2 separate regions of the Rattus norvegicus genome follow, and region 2 is linked to region 1. The links are chromatin contacts, called in public Hi-C maps. All regions are on one chromosome and are shown on one strand. Each heading gives the region's core, a stretch centred on a gene start, on an enhancer-like site or on the middle of the called end of the contact. The rest is flanking DNA. Distances are from core to core; before and after follow the strand shown.

Region 1 (4,070 bases), core at 1,563-4,062:
TGCTACTCCCGCAACAGCTACCAACTGCCTTAGGCCTCCATGAAATAAGTATTTGGCTGTAAGACTTACCTCTAACTCTAACAGACACTTTATTTGGGAGGTGAGGTACTTTTCACTTTATTTGGGAGGTGAGCACCATCCTAGTTACAGTAGGTTTCCCCTTTCTAAAGTGAGGGAATTACCACATAGATAATCTTCAGCATCACCCCTGTCACCGTCACCACCACCACTACCACCACCTGCAGCAGCAGCAGCCTCATCGTGGAGTGGAGCTTTAAAGAAGCCTCAACCTCACTCCCCCCTTGGCACTGGCTTCCAGGCTGCCAATTCATGCAGGAGTTGTGACATGGCTGGTTTTCAAGGCTCTCCTGGAGCTAGAGGGTGGAGGGGGTGCCTGGGGTGTAATGCAGCAAGAGACAAGCCATAGAGCTTTGCCGTTTCACCGAGAGTTGCCTGGTCCTCTTGAATAAGCGCCCGTTGAACTCTTGCTTCAGTTTCCAGGATTTTGGCAAGTTAATTCTGATCGCTTTTGGCTGGATCTCTGATGGCATCTATGGAGGAGTGGACTTGCCAGGGGGCAGGGGAGTTTCTTATTCCAACGTTTTCCGAGTGTTGATTGATCACCTTGATCACCAGCAGTGTCTCGACTCCCACCCAAGGACTGTTCACTAAGCCAGCTCAGTTTAGCCACATGTTCACGCTGTCCCGAGGTGAGTTACACATCCTGTCAGAGTGAGCTCTGTTGCTTCAACAAGTCGAGGCTAACTCCCAGGTGAGAGCCCAGCTCTGCCATCTTGCCATTCTCAGCCTCTAATGTTCCTCTCGCTTGTCCGTGTCATCTGCTTCTTGTTGAGCTTCTCCATCTAATTTTTTTTATCATACTTTACCGGGCATATCTTTACAATCATTACGTCATTCCATATTGTAAACATTCTGGCTATTGAGAGCACCATTACGCTTCTTAGGTATGATTTATTTCTGCCAAGAATGTCAAATAGTAGTTACTGTGTAGTAACCTCCATTAAAAAAGAAAAAGGAAAGGGGGGCGGGGAATGCAGTTGCTTTTCCCACCAGCCTCCTTCCTCCTGGTTTAGCAGCACCTTGGCATGAAGTCCGAGGAGTGACTTCTGAGTTTGTCTTCATTCAGGGTGTTAATCTTAAGCCTGGAGTTCAAAGGTCATATTTGCTATCCAAGCCGTGTGCCGGCTGCACCCTTCACTGGTGGTGACAGAAACCTCAGCCATGGGTTTCTGTCATTGTCTTGACAGGATGTCTGTGTAAATTGTAGCTTGTGTACTTGAACTTGGACGCCCTTTGGATACCCAGCACCTCTCTAGATACCCAGTTGCCACAGACACACTCCTGTATGCCTGTGCCCTGCCACTATCCACAATAACTCAGTGGTTACTTGTTTCAAGGTTTGCAGCAGGAAACCTAGGATCATAGTCTGTTCTCCTGAAGGCTTCCGTGTTGGTCAGCAGGAGCTTCTGTAACAAAGTATCAGGAATCCGGTGACTTAGAAACAATAGAAACTCATCCTTCACTGTTCTGGAGACAGGAAGTATATGAACACGGCTCTGGCTTCAGAGTCTGGGGAAGGATCCAGTCCCAGGCCACTGGGAGGTACCTTCTTTACCATGTGCTTGCATGGAGGAAGGGGCAAGAGAGTACACTGGGACAACTTTTATACATGCATTGGTTCCTTTCATGACAGCTCCCCAGTCATACTCTAGTCCCCTCCTAGTGGCCCCACCACCTGGTGTCAACACCTTGCGGGTCGGAACTTCAGCATGTTCACCTGGAAGACACGCTCACTTTGCACACTTTGTGCATGAGAGGATTGCACCATCAGCCCTGTGCCCTGTGTCCACTGGAGTTGTACTGGGTGGCAGGGAGGGTGAGGGTGTCCTTGCGGTGTGGCCAGGCAGGCATGATGTACTTCACTGTGGGAGAGAGGAGAGTTCAGGCCTAGCCACCAGAATCTGAACTCCTTTTCCAGGTATCCCCAGCCCTACATGTCTCTCTTTGTCTCTGTTTGACGTTGTGCTGGGGCTCTGGCTCCGTTTGACATGTGTCATGCATGTCCCCAGTGATGAGCCATCCCCAGCTCTGTGAGTCATCTTGACTTCTGAACCATTTGGGTGATGTTTGATGATGGGGACTTTAGTGCTTATCCTGGCTGTCTTTGGAACCCAGGACCATTTATCCCTGGTTGGAGTCTCTAGCCCGCCCTCCCACTGCTGCCCTCTGCTGGCCATGCCGGTCGACGGGACACCTGAAGTTCTGTCTCTCCCCAGGCTCAAACCATCTCATGTGGGTGGCACTATTTCTGAATCCCAGCGAGTGAAGACGGACAGCCAGAGCAGGCTTGCCTGGAGGTGGTGTGGGTGGGTCTCCATGTGCTGCATTTTGAAAGCTGCCAAAAATACCAGTGAGCAATAATCCCTTCCATTAGCTCCACACCCCCTTTATGCATGACATCATCCCTTTGGGTCTGGAACAACAGTCTGTGTGGCAGACCTTGTCCCCCTCTTGTGACAGTTGAGGGACTTACCAAGGAGGGACCCCAAGACCACAGGGAAGACAGCACGGTGGAATTCCTTTGATGCTATTCAGACCCGAGTGTACCATTATGTGTGCCTGGTGGAAACTTACCGCCTCTGTCTGATTGTACCGGTGGCACTTTGTATTAGTTTTGTGCAGAGACCTTCTTCCTGGAGCTGGTGGGAGAAACCTGCTGCTGTGTCTTGTTGCCTCTGTGATGTGCAGAGGCCCTGGCTGGGAACAGCAGGTGCCAGGGAAGACACCTCACAACCTTCAGTTTTGTATGAGGCCCAGCAGTGACTGCCTTCCATGGGTAATTTTGGCCAGTGTTGGGCACATGGTGGGTAGCATCTGAGTCCTGGGAAGTAGATAAAAGGAATACTGATGGGCCTGTGTACCACTGGTCCAATCCATTAAAACCTATTCCCCCTGCCTCTTCACACTCTCCATAGGGTAGCATTGAGTCTTCCCTTGTTTTGGTCCCTCCAGATCTGGTGACTTACTGCACTGTGGACCACTGGTGATTCCTAAGGTTCACTCTGAGTCTCTCGTCCTCCCCACATGAGGCATTAAAGGCTCACTGTCCTGAACACCGTTCACAGCTCTCTGTTATTCTAGCTGCCACTGAGTCTGTCTTCCCATGTCTGTCTCACTCAGAGGCTGTGAGACTGAGTTTTCCTTTGTTGGTGGAGAACGTGAGGCCCTGGACCCATCTTCCCAGCCTTGTTAGATGGGGCTTAAAGGACTGGTGCCTGTGCCGTGTGCAGCTCTACAACACATAGCCTCTTCATTGATTGGTCCCCACCTTAGAGCTCACCACCATCTGCCCTGGATGCAGCTGTGTGGAAAGTGTGCCAGCCCTGTTTGTCACATAGATCCAAACATTGGACCAGGGAATGTATGCCCAGACAGCCCCGGGGCTTCACATGCACTTGATATCACTCTTTCACTTACGTTGAATGCTGATGGAATTAGTTGGGACATTTTTTTCCTCTCCCTCAAGTAAACCTTGCAACCCGTTGTTCACATTTAAAAATCGATTTTTTTTGTGGCCTCAGGTAAACTGACTTCAGGAAAAGCTGCAGCTGCCCACAGAGCCGCTGTGATGTGCTGGCTGCTTTTCTCTGCAGACATCCTGCCAGACCCAAGAGAAAAATACTTCCGGAATTCTGGAAGGCTCTCAGCCTCACTCTCCTTGGTCTGAAACCAGCCCAGGAGATGTAACAGCATCAATTGGATTGATCAGCTCAAGCCTGAGCCATCGACTCCCATCTCAGGCTACACCGTGTATTAAGAGTGTGGCCTCACTAGATTCTTACGGAATCCAGGCTCTCAACTTAGTTTCCAGTTCTGCTCAAAGCATGGTCCCCTTTGCCCAGCGGTGCCTAAGAGTAGAACAACATTTGAATGGAGGGAAAATAAAATGACCGTTAAATCCATCACCCACGGGTCCTTGTTTTTAGGTGTTGCCTACTGTGTGCTGCTGAGTAGGGACTGAAATTCCACCTCAGCTGGCCTTACTTGAC
Region 2 (4,292 bases), core at 516-3,015, 44 kb before region 1:
TCACAATGATGTGTCCCCAGATGAGACAGATAATGGAGTTAGGAGTAGCATCGCCTCCTCAGTCTCGTCAGAAGGTCTCTTCCCTTGGAAGAGGGTGTTTGGAGATGGCTGAGACTTTGTAGAGGCTGGAAAACACCCGACCCTATGCTTTCCCTGTGTGGTGGTTTCTGCTGGCTTTAAGAAACTATGTTTCCTTTGAAGTTCCTTTGAGCCTTGAATACAACAGCTTCTGCTCAGCTGGCTTGAAGGCTTGGTGACAGAAACCATGGGAAGAACCGGTGGACAGGATCTCTGAGAACCAGAGATGTCCACGAAGGTGGAAGTCCCTGGGAGTCTCCTGTAGGCAGCTCTTCTTCCTCACAGCTCCTCCTTAGCTTTCCCTGTTGCCAACCCAGTCACCACATTCCCAACCACATTCTATTTTGGGTGTTGACACCGAGTTCTAAGCCTTAGCTAATCACCGAGATCCTGTAGGTTTTTTTGTCCTCTGAAACCCTCCTGGAACTTCAAAAGCCACCCACAAGCACAGACGAATAAAGCCAGAGGCTTCTGATAGCCTGGAAACAAAATTCTTAGGTTAGAAAGGCAAGTTACAGAGTCAATAAATATTTAGCGGTTATAGCCATGCAGAATACACGTGGATCTGAACAGCAAGCAGCAGCAGGCTCAAGGCAGGTGAGGGCACGGGTTTGCCTAGTTCAGTTTAGCTTGAGGATTTCAAACAAGGCAAACACACACACCTAACCAATTCATTTGCTCCTCTGTGAGTCACCTGCCTATTGCGAGTGGTTGTCAATTTGGAGTCTGATTCATGATTTGTTTATGTTCTTAGAGGGAATTAATTTCATTTAACTATCAAAGGAGACTTTTAAGTGACAAGCTTGAACCAAAGGGATCGATAACACCTAAAAGTTAAAGAAGCAACTAACGTCCTTTCAGGTGTCCGAGCAAATGAGACCTATCCCCAGGTTCTTTCTCGGTCTTCCTATTTTGTTTGGGATTTTTTGTCTCATTTTAAAGCCAGCTGTGGAAAAAGACTTTTCAAGATAGAGTTGCAAGTGTGTGCTTCTTGGGTTCTCAGTGTCCCTGATCCAGAGTAATCAGCCCCAAGAATTCCTCTAGATCTGACAATAGCCCTCTTAACATCGCTGGGAAGTCAGAACTCAGGGACCACTCCACTCCAGTGCCACTGTCTGATGGGAGGATTCTTTTCCACCTGGGGCTCCTGCTATTGAGGCTTGGGCGCCCTGCTGGGGCTCAGCTGATATTCCTTGTACTTCATCCCTGCCGATGACAGTGTCAGCAGGCCAAAGTGGGACTCTTTCTGTAGGTAGCTAGCTGATGAGCTAAGCAGGTAGGTATTCAAGGCCAGTGCGTTTCTTCTCCAAATGGGCCAGCAGCTCCCCAGTTAGATGAGGGAGTGGGGGTGGGGAACGAGGCTGAGATCTCTCCTTCAGCTTTTTATACCACACTTGCCAGGATCACAGCAATGATTCACCTAGAGACGGGGCGGCAGTTTCCCCCATTAGCCTTCAGACGCTCGGACCCATAAGGTTACGAAACAACTTTTACTTTTATCCATATGTGCACGTCCCTCCCTGCCACCCGGGCGCCCACTCTCCGAGGCCAAGGTGGCAGGGAGGTGGCGCGCAGGAGCCGCGATCGTGGGCGTCCTCGTCCCGGCCGGGGTCCCCGGGTCCTCGGACCTCACGTAGTCAGAAGCCAGCCAAGCTCCCAGCTCTGCAGCGCCGCCGCGTGGGGTGGCCAGGGTCCCGCGTGCCCGGCGGGAGAGGCGCGGGGGAGGCGCGCGGGCCTGGGCGGCGCGGAGCAGAGCTGAGCAGAGCGGAACAGCCGCGTCCGCCCCCGCCGGGCCGCGCGCAGCCGAGCCCGGAGCCGCGAGCGCGCGCCCAGCGCAGGGCCAGCGCGGCCGCCCGAGGGTCGCGTCCGCGTCCATCCCCCGGCCGCAGACCCTGCGGTCCTCGCGCCCTACCGCCACCTGCTGCGCGACGCCGCTGGCTCTCGACTCTGCAGCTGGGGGTCAGCGCGCACCCCGGCAGAGCAGCCCCACGCGTGTCCCCGCGGACTGAGCCCTTCTCGTCACGCTCGCCACGCACGGCCACGCTCCGGTGCCAGGTACCTGGGACGGTCTGAAGTGGCGTGGGCACGCAGCACGCGTGGAACGCAGACCCAGGGAGGTTGGAGGGAGCAAGGTTGGGGGGAAGAGTCTGACGCGTTCCTGAAGTCGCGTCCGGACGTGGAGCTGGGGAGGTGGTGGCGAGCAGAGCTCAGGTAGTCCCTGGCCCTTTGGACGCGGGACCCACGCCACCCCTGTAGGGGCCACGTCCACGACACCATGGTCGGTGGGGCCAAGAAAAGCCAGACGCGCAAGTGCCTAAAGTTTTCCTCTGAGCGCTTTGCTGGACTTAACTTTGAAATGGGAGGCAGACCTGAGCAGTTTAACCAGTTTTAACACTAACAGAGGGAGAGGGGGAGCAGGGCTTGCTGCCCGCATTTCAGTTCTTAGTACCAGAGGCATAATCGCGTCTGTCTCCAAGGGCCACGGCGAGGGAGACAGTGAACACACTGACTGTCTTCCTTATGCTTCGGGTCATGGTTTATTTAACAGGCTTGGGGCTTAGGTTACAAGGCACCAGAGGGGATTCTGAGTTTAATCTTAGACATAATCAGGATTTGAATCAACAAATATTTGTTGAGCAGTCATTTACTAACCGGCAGGACTTCGTTTTCGGTATGAGGTAGGTAGGTGTACATGTGCTGAGAGGCGGAGTAGTTACCCAAATGAGCAAGCATTTGTTTTTTGAAATGCAAGGGAATAGGAAGACCGCGGTGTGACTGGACTTGTTGCCTGCAGGTGGCCAGTTGGCACCGTGTCAGGACTGAACCAGAAAATCTAAGCGGGACACAGGCACCTGTGTTTGCCTCTCTCTTGGGAGCCCACCTCGCACCTTCCAGAACTATTTTAAAGTAAGCCCCTCCTTTGGTGGAGGCTGGAACTTCCTTTCATTTACCTAAATACATAGCAACCACGAACTAGAATCTCAGCCCTGATGTTCCCTGGGAACTAAGTCGTGCTGACACACACCTGAGATGACTGAGGATCAAGATCACCTCAAGAGCTCTTTGTGATTATAAAATGGTGGCGAGAAAGCTCCGTGGGGGGTGGGTGGCTGAAGATGTCTGCCCCATGTTGAGCTGGGCTGAATTCCAGGCTCGATCCTAGTGTTGTGCAATTCCATATTGGAGCATGAGACAAGACCAAGAGATCAGGAAGACTGACCCCGTCCTTTACTTAAGATTGAGGTATTTTGTAACATCATGGATTTTCATATTTATTTTAAATGCTTCAAAATGTTGCATTTAACATTTCTAGTAGCATGGCTGACTTTTTTCTTTCTTTCTTTCTTTCTTTTTTTTTTTTTTTTTTTTTTTTTTTTTGTAACCTGAGAGGCGTTCTCTTGGACTCGCTGTGGTTCTAGATTTGTTTCAGCTTCTCCAGCAGCCTCTCCCCATTTATAGAATTGGTGTAATAGCCCATAAGGGGAGTATCCATCCATAGCTGTTGCGTGGCTGTGCTGCAGGAGCTGGTGAGGGTGTGAATTTTGGCGCGTGGTAGGCTGTCTGCTAGGGTGGTCGGGCTAGGAGCATCAGCACTCAGCCTGGTTCTTTGGGCCTTATCAAATCGCGCCTCAAATCTGTCTACTTGGATCTTTATGGAGAAGGGGAGAAGTGGCAGCATTCTGCCTGTGTGCCCACCTCTAGATCCCTGTCCTGAAGGCTCTGTGGTGATGGATTTTATGAGATGGTCCCCCCTGCACTGGATTAAAGTTCATTATAGTCGAGATTCCAGAGAGCTTCTTCCCTCCTTTGGCTGCTCGAGAACGCATCTGTGAGTCAGGAAACAGCCCTCACCAGGTACCAGATGCTTGGATCTTAGATACCCAGAACTGTGAGGCGCAAACCTCTGTTGTTTATAAGCCATGCAGTCTGTAGTATTTTGTTACAGCAGCCTGAATGCTATACAGCAGCCAGCTCTGGGAGAGTTCTCAACTACAGTGGGAGACTATGAACAAGGGCCTAGCCCTCCTGTGGGCTAAGTTTTCTGGGATGGCCTAGTGGGCGTGCATTTGATTTGGCAAGCTTGAGGCTATGTGCTTTCTGCCTGGAACTTAGCCCAGGCAGATAGTCTTATATTGTTTGTGTTATACAGAGACCCAGCGGAAGCATCTGCACCAGGATAGATACATCTCCTGTTGTGGGTTTACTGTGAAGGG

What was found. Hi-C and Micro-C count contacts between places; a contact is called where the count stands out from the background.
Region 2: a contact with region 1 is called in a Hi-C map of frontal cortex, with 1.6 times the contacts expected there. The contact joins the promoter of Cracdl here to the enhancer-like site in region 1. A contact is called at or near these places in 2 of 12 Hi-C or Micro-C datasets (frontal cortex and mammary epithelial cells).

What each region holds. Positions count from the first base shown.
Region 1 is chr9:47,401,838-47,405,907 of GRCr8, reverse strand. The region is part of intron 1 of Cracdl (CRACD like); the gene reads left to right. LOC134480567 (a long non-coding RNA gene) reads left to right here. Exons shown (of 2, transcript XR_010054967.1): 2 at 3,603-3,986. Among named protein-coding and RNA genes, the nearest start is that of Cracdl, 43 kb to the left of the region's middle. Within about 2 kb of position 2,812, at least 8 of the 93 cell types and tissues checked have an H3K27ac peak or open chromatin away from gene starts, as enhancers often do.
Region 2 is chr9:47,444,085-47,448,376 of GRCr8, reverse strand. It overlaps Cracdl (CRACD like), which reads left to right and starts at 1,765. Exons shown (of 11, transcript XM_063268117.1): 1 at 1,765-2,133.